Linked DNA regions of Mus musculus: region 2 is linked to region 1. The links are chromatin contacts, called in public HiChIP or PLAC-seq maps. All regions are on one chromosome and are shown on one strand. The core of a region is the stretch at or near the end of the contact, and the rest is flanking DNA. Distances in the headings are between cores, read along the strand shown. Region 1 holds the start of Arsj (arylsulfatase J). Region 2 has its middle 21 kb from the start of Camk2d.

Region 1 (2,857 bases), core at 35-2,534:
GTGCAAATAGGCTGGACATAGTAGTTCTCTAGCTTAACTCCTTCTGCAGCGAGTTTATCAAGGGTGGGCGTCTTTATCTCAGATCCGTGGTAACCCACATCTCTAAATCCCTGATCATCAGCTAAGATAAAAATGAGATGGGGCTGGGAGGTGCCTGCTGTGCCTGCTTCAGGTCTCTCATCAACTTGAGCTTTTAGGGACCCCTCCTCTTCTAAGTCCTGGCCCCAGCACAGGTAGCCATAGGTGAGCAGGCTGAGGACCGAGAAGCCTGCCAGGGCACCCATCGCTAAGAACTTTCCAGACCAGGCCCAGGCCTGTGGAGATAGCGGAGGCAGAGGCTCCGCACTGTCCCTGGGGGCCATTCACTCTGGTCCCACAGGAGACTCCACAAGCAGAACCCTGCCCCCTTTGCTGCTGCTGGTCCACTCATACATGCGAAGGGGTAGAGACAGCTGAAGGAAGGCTGCGAGGGAATCCTGCTCCCTTCCCCAGATGCCACCACTTCCCACAACTTCAATCCTCTGGAGGTAACGGTTTAACTCATGAACATTGGAAAAACTAGAAGGGAGCAGATGTCCTCTTCACTGACTTGCAGTTCTTTACTTTTCAATTTTTCTTTTACCTCCTAACATCACCCGGCAGCTTGCAGGAAAGAAAAAAAAAGTTAGCATCTTCACCCAAAAGTTCTCACGAAGAAATAATAAAAATAATAAAGGACAAGAAAGGGACTGAGAGCCACACAGGACAGGAACGTCTGGCAGTCATATCATCCTCCACATCTTCGGGGAGCAGGACTGTGTCCATGCGCAGGCAAGCACCAGGCGTGGTGGGACTGACATCGGTCCAGCGTTCCAGGCACCCGGGAAGCCTTGCCAAGTTGCCCCAAGGAACCCCTTGCTTATGGATGAATGACAGGCTGAGCCGAGGGGACCTTCTTCCTGCTGGCCGCTACTCCTACCTTTTCAAGGCTAGTTCCCCATTTTCCGCTGAGCGTTTGTCAATCTTCTTGACCCCTCTCCGGGCCCCCGAAGTGAGAAAGGATCCTGCCCCAGCCGGCCTCCTCTTCAGCAATTCCTTCTCTACCCCGAAGCGCTTGGGGACATTCACAGAGTCCTGGGCGGCGATCGCAGAGCGCACGTGTCCCCTGTGGGTGCTGCAGCTGCTCCAGCGTGCCCTTGGGTGGCTGACTTAGTTCTAGCCATCTGTGCTTTCCTCCTCTGTTCGCCAGGCAGTCGCAGCCGGAGATCCATGCTTGCTGGTTGAGGGCGGGCCCAGGCCGGGGAGGCGCTGGCTCTCCGCCCTCCTTTCTGCGAGGAAAAGGATGGACCCGAGAAGGGCGGCTTTGCTGCGGGGCGGCTCCCTGGGGTCCCCAGTGAGACTCCTCAGTGCAGGTGAAAGACCATCTTTCTGTGGGTCTGCCCATAGACGATGCCCCTTGTCCATCCCGAAACGTTGGAAGCTACTGGAGCGAGTGAGAAGAGAGCAGGAGAATCAACAGATGGCACAGAACACTCTGTGGCTGGTTTTCCTTCATTGCTCAACTACTGCACCCCCCCCCCTTCCACCCGCCACCCATTCCCATCCCTCCCTGGCTTTGCCGTTTCTTTTCTTTTCTCTTTATTTTTACTGACAGCCACAAGTGCAACTTTTAAACTAGTACTTTTTCTGTCAACAGTTGACTTTTCCGGTCTCATCACTCTCTTCCTTAGTGAAGATGTTAAGAATGTAGGCTTTCTGCCTCTCTCCAAACTTGGTTTTTCCCGCCAAGAATGTAGAAAGAGAGGAAGGTTACACCCCGAAGAAGGAAGCCCATCTGTCGCATAGTGTCGAGTCAGCGATTCATGCGCTAACCTGGAACTTACTACATACCTGATGGTAACTCTGAGCATCTGATGCTCCTGTCTCCACTTCCCCAGACTGTAAGATTTCTCGAAGCCAGGTTCATATAGTGTTGAGTGAACACACACACACACACACACACACACACACACACACACACACACCCTCGGCGTACTGTCATATAATGTTGAGTCAACCCCATGCCATCTGCCAGCTGAGCTCTGCCTCCAGCCTTTGGATTTGTTTTGTAGTGAACATAATATCACCGTGTATTCTCTTCTCATTCCTCCCCTCTCTCTCCCTTTCTCTCTTTCCATTTATATCTCCTTTCTTTTGTTTCTCTCCTCTCCCTACAATAAAAGATTGCTTTCACTGAGAAAACATACTTTATTTTTTACCATAGTTAGAACCGTTTAAAACACTGCCCAGAGGCAGGATCTTTATAGAAGAGGCATCAATGCCAAAAGCGGTGTATATATATGTTATTCCCAATGTTTTCAACACTTTCTTACTGAACACCTAGTATAGCCTGGCATACAACATGCAAGATTCAATTAATGACTAAGTCATAATTCCAAGTTTCATTTAGCTGTTACTTTTAATTCCCTTCTGCTATTACACAGTTCCTGTCAACTTTGCAGGCAAACTTGGTGAAATGGAAACTTAAACTGGGAGACAGAATGCTGTTTCATGCAGCTAATTTTGCCAACATGAGCAGGCAGTGGCTTATTCTGGCTGCTTCCAGGAGAGACGTTGAGATTTAGAAGACATGCTTAGAATTGAGAGTAACAACTCTCTAAGTTTAAATTTCCAAACATTTAAAAAGAGTCAGTTCTACTGGGAGATTAAAAGCACAGAGAGGTAGGGATTCCGACTTCACTGGTCTAGTGGGGTGGGTGCTGGAGTGGAAAAGATGTACACACTCCAACAGACCCAGCTATTTTCAGTTGGAGAGCTAATGAGTAACATGGCAGGAGGGTCGTCTGTGTTTCCATGTGACAATAACAAGCATTTCCAA
Region 2 (2,845 bases), core at 228-2,727, 210 kb before region 1:
CAGAACTAGATCATTAGATCATCAAAGATCTAAGAATTTGCCAGCTTGCACTTCTTTTCATGCTTGACTTTCTATTTTGCATGGCAGCAAATGACAAGGTTATACAGGTGGCTTAGTCACTATGCAAGACTGTCCAGCTGAGGGACACGGTTTCTGCTAGCCGAGCTCTGAACCCTCAAAGCTGAGCTGACCTAGCAAGAGCACCTCTCTGAGTTTCTAAAAGAAAGCATATGGCCAGAGTCCCCATCAAATTTGCCATGGGTTTGAATGTTTTGAGTCTAACTCATGCCGTTACCCTCAAGTGAATACGGTTCAACCTTTAACAAGTTCAAGTTTGCTTGGATGTGCTGTTTTGTGTGTCTTACCTCTGGTTCAGAAGGTATGGGTATATGAGTTTGTTTGGTTTTGATTGCAATTTGTATAGATTTTGAAGGAAAGAGTATAATTCAGAATAGCTCTTCATCATTTTCCTATTTCAGATTGTTCTCAAACATGAAAAATTTCTAACACTAAATTACTTGTGATGTTTATGCCAGAATGGGAAATATGCCAAAAACGTGGAAATGATCTAGATCTAGAGGAAGTGCTAGGCTTCTTTTTTGCTATGTGTAGAAAATCCTTTATAGGTGAGCCACGCATTTTCAAGGGATTCTGAGATCCATCTCTTTTTCAGTTACTAGTGGTATGATTGGTTAAAAAAAAATAGTCTTAGATTTCTCTTCAAAATTCTTACAAATTCTTTATGAAATTTTCAAATTAATCAAATAAAAATTCAGAGCTCCTCGCTTAAATTGAGTTTCATATTAATAATAAATATTATTTAGTGCAAGAATGTACCTGTGATAAATTGCACTGAACACACACATACACAGAAACACATACACACATATGTGTGTGTATAAATATATATATATATATAAAACATATATATGAACACATACACACACAGATATATGTATATACACACACATATATATACCACATACATACCATATATATATATATATCTCCATTGTCTGAAATTAGCGTCTTACTGGAAATTATGTATTTTATCTGATAGCCCTTCCTTTTTCTTTTTACAAGTTGAACCCTATACTATTACTGTAGGTGACCAAAATATATAGCCCTAAAGAAAGAGTTTTGCTTAGAGGCATAGATGTGGGGGTGCTCTCTGTTCTTCATTTATTTGCCCCAAAGGACATAAATTAGTAAAGCTTAGTAAAGCCTTAGATCGATACATCTGGAGAAGATACCAAAAGGACCTACATGAAGTGGCTTCACCTGCCATTCCCTTGCTTATGCCGAGGTTGCTGTCCACAGTCTCTAAGTTGTTTTCCTTTGCCTTCTTATGTCTGTAAAAATGTGCTGTTTTGGGGGCTGAAAAGATGCCTGGCTCAGTGGTTAAGAGCACTTACACTCTGCCAGAGGGCAGGAGCCGGCTTCCTGGTACCATGTTGGGAAGTTTACAACTACCTATAGGTCCAGCTCTGAGTATCTAGTGCCCTCTTCTGGCCTCTGAGGGCACCCACATTTGTGGCATACATATACACATAAAATATAAAAATAAAGAGAAAATGCTTAAAAAACACAAGTATATAAACTGAAAATAAAAACCATTTTTCTGAGATACTCACTCTCTGGATGTCTACTGTGCACATATGAAGTAGACATGTTAAGGTTTTTTGTTTATTTTTTTCCACTGGTTACTCTGTCCTCACATACAAAGAGGGTACAGTCTATGGGTACAGTTAAAGAAAAAGCAGCAGTCCTCTTCCTCACATTTCTAGATGTAACTTAAGCTGGAAGATGTAGTCAAGAAAATCAAAACAGACACATGAAAGTCATTAGTTGGTGACTTACTTAAGATATAAGTGAATACTTACTTACTCTAGATGAATAAAAAAGGCCTATGGGGTTTCCTTAAATAGCATGAATTAAGAATAACAGGTTACTTTGCTTTCAATAGTACTATATGTGTTTTCAATAGCAGTGAAGGAAGAATGTTTTGTTTTAAACATAATTGAATACACAAGCTAACTTTCTTTTCAGAGTGTCAAGAAAACACAGAATAGAGCCACCCATTATTATTATTTTAATACTGTTTTTATTGCAAATATTATAATGCTCTTAAATCAATTACATAGAAGTACTGCAATTATCTATAGATAGTCATTTAAAAATAATCTGCTTTTGCCTGTTATCAAAACTAAAGAGGGTGATTGGTCTCTCATTTTTTTAAAATTGCAAATGTTGTTTAACTTAAAATCTGAAGGATATCTGCCTTATAAAGTGGTGTGCAACTTAAAATTTGTCATTTAATAATACAAAACATACATGTGGACTCAGAATAATCATGTAATTCCAGTAAGAGTATAATCTTTGTAATACATTAGATAAATCTTATTTTCCTTTATTACTTAAAACTAAAGCCACCACGATTAGTTTTGTACGATCAATAAGTACTTTATTGTTTCATGGAGTATATTAGTCAGAATATATAACTTAAATTTAATTTTTTTTAGCTGGGCAGTGGTGGCACATGTTTTTGATCTCAGAACTCAGGAGTCAAAGGCAGGCAGGATCTCTGTGAGATTGAGGCTCGCCTGGTCTGCAGAGCAAGTCCCAGGATAGGCAAGGCCTCACAGAGAAACTCTTTTTTGAAAAAATAAACAGCAATAACAATAACAAAATTTACTTGTTTTTATAACTACTAGCAGGTCGTATTATGATAATGTTAATCAGGGTTCTCTAGAGGAACAGAACTGAGCCGATAGAATTAAGATGTATTAAAAGGAGATTTATTAGCTTGGCTTACTAGGTAACTAAACAGTGGCAGTTTTCATAC

What was found. HiChIP or PLAC-seq counts read pairs in DNA pulled down with a chosen protein or histone mark.
Region 2: a contact with region 1 is called in a CTCF HiChIP or PLAC-seq map of pro-B cells, with 6 times the contacts expected there. The contact joins the enhancer-like site here to the promoter of Arsj in region 1. A contact is called at or near these places in 3 of 39 promoter capture datasets (the 3T3-L1 cell line, embryonic stem cells and stem cell-derived epiblast-like cells), 1 of 15 datasets of contacts at CTCF or cohesin (pro-B cells), 3 of 115 datasets of contacts at active chromatin or transcription factors (astrocytes, embryonic stem cells and large pre-B cells) and 1 of 9 other capture datasets (embryonic stem cells).

Annotation. Positions count from the first base shown.
Region 1 is chr3:126,362,279-126,365,135 of GRCm38.p6, reverse strand. It overlaps Arsj (arylsulfatase J), which reads right to left and starts at 1,284. Exons shown (of 2, transcript NM_173451.3): 1 at 1-1,284. The coding sequence starts at 362.
Region 2 is chr3:126,574,768-126,577,612 of GRCm38.p6, reverse strand. No RefSeq gene overlaps it. Among named protein-coding and RNA genes, the nearest start is that of Camk2d, 21 kb to the left of the region's middle. Within about 2 kb of position 1,477, at least 1 of the 459 cell types and tissues checked has an H3K27ac peak or open chromatin away from gene starts, as enhancers often do. A contact at or near this core is called in pro-B cells, where this site is marked.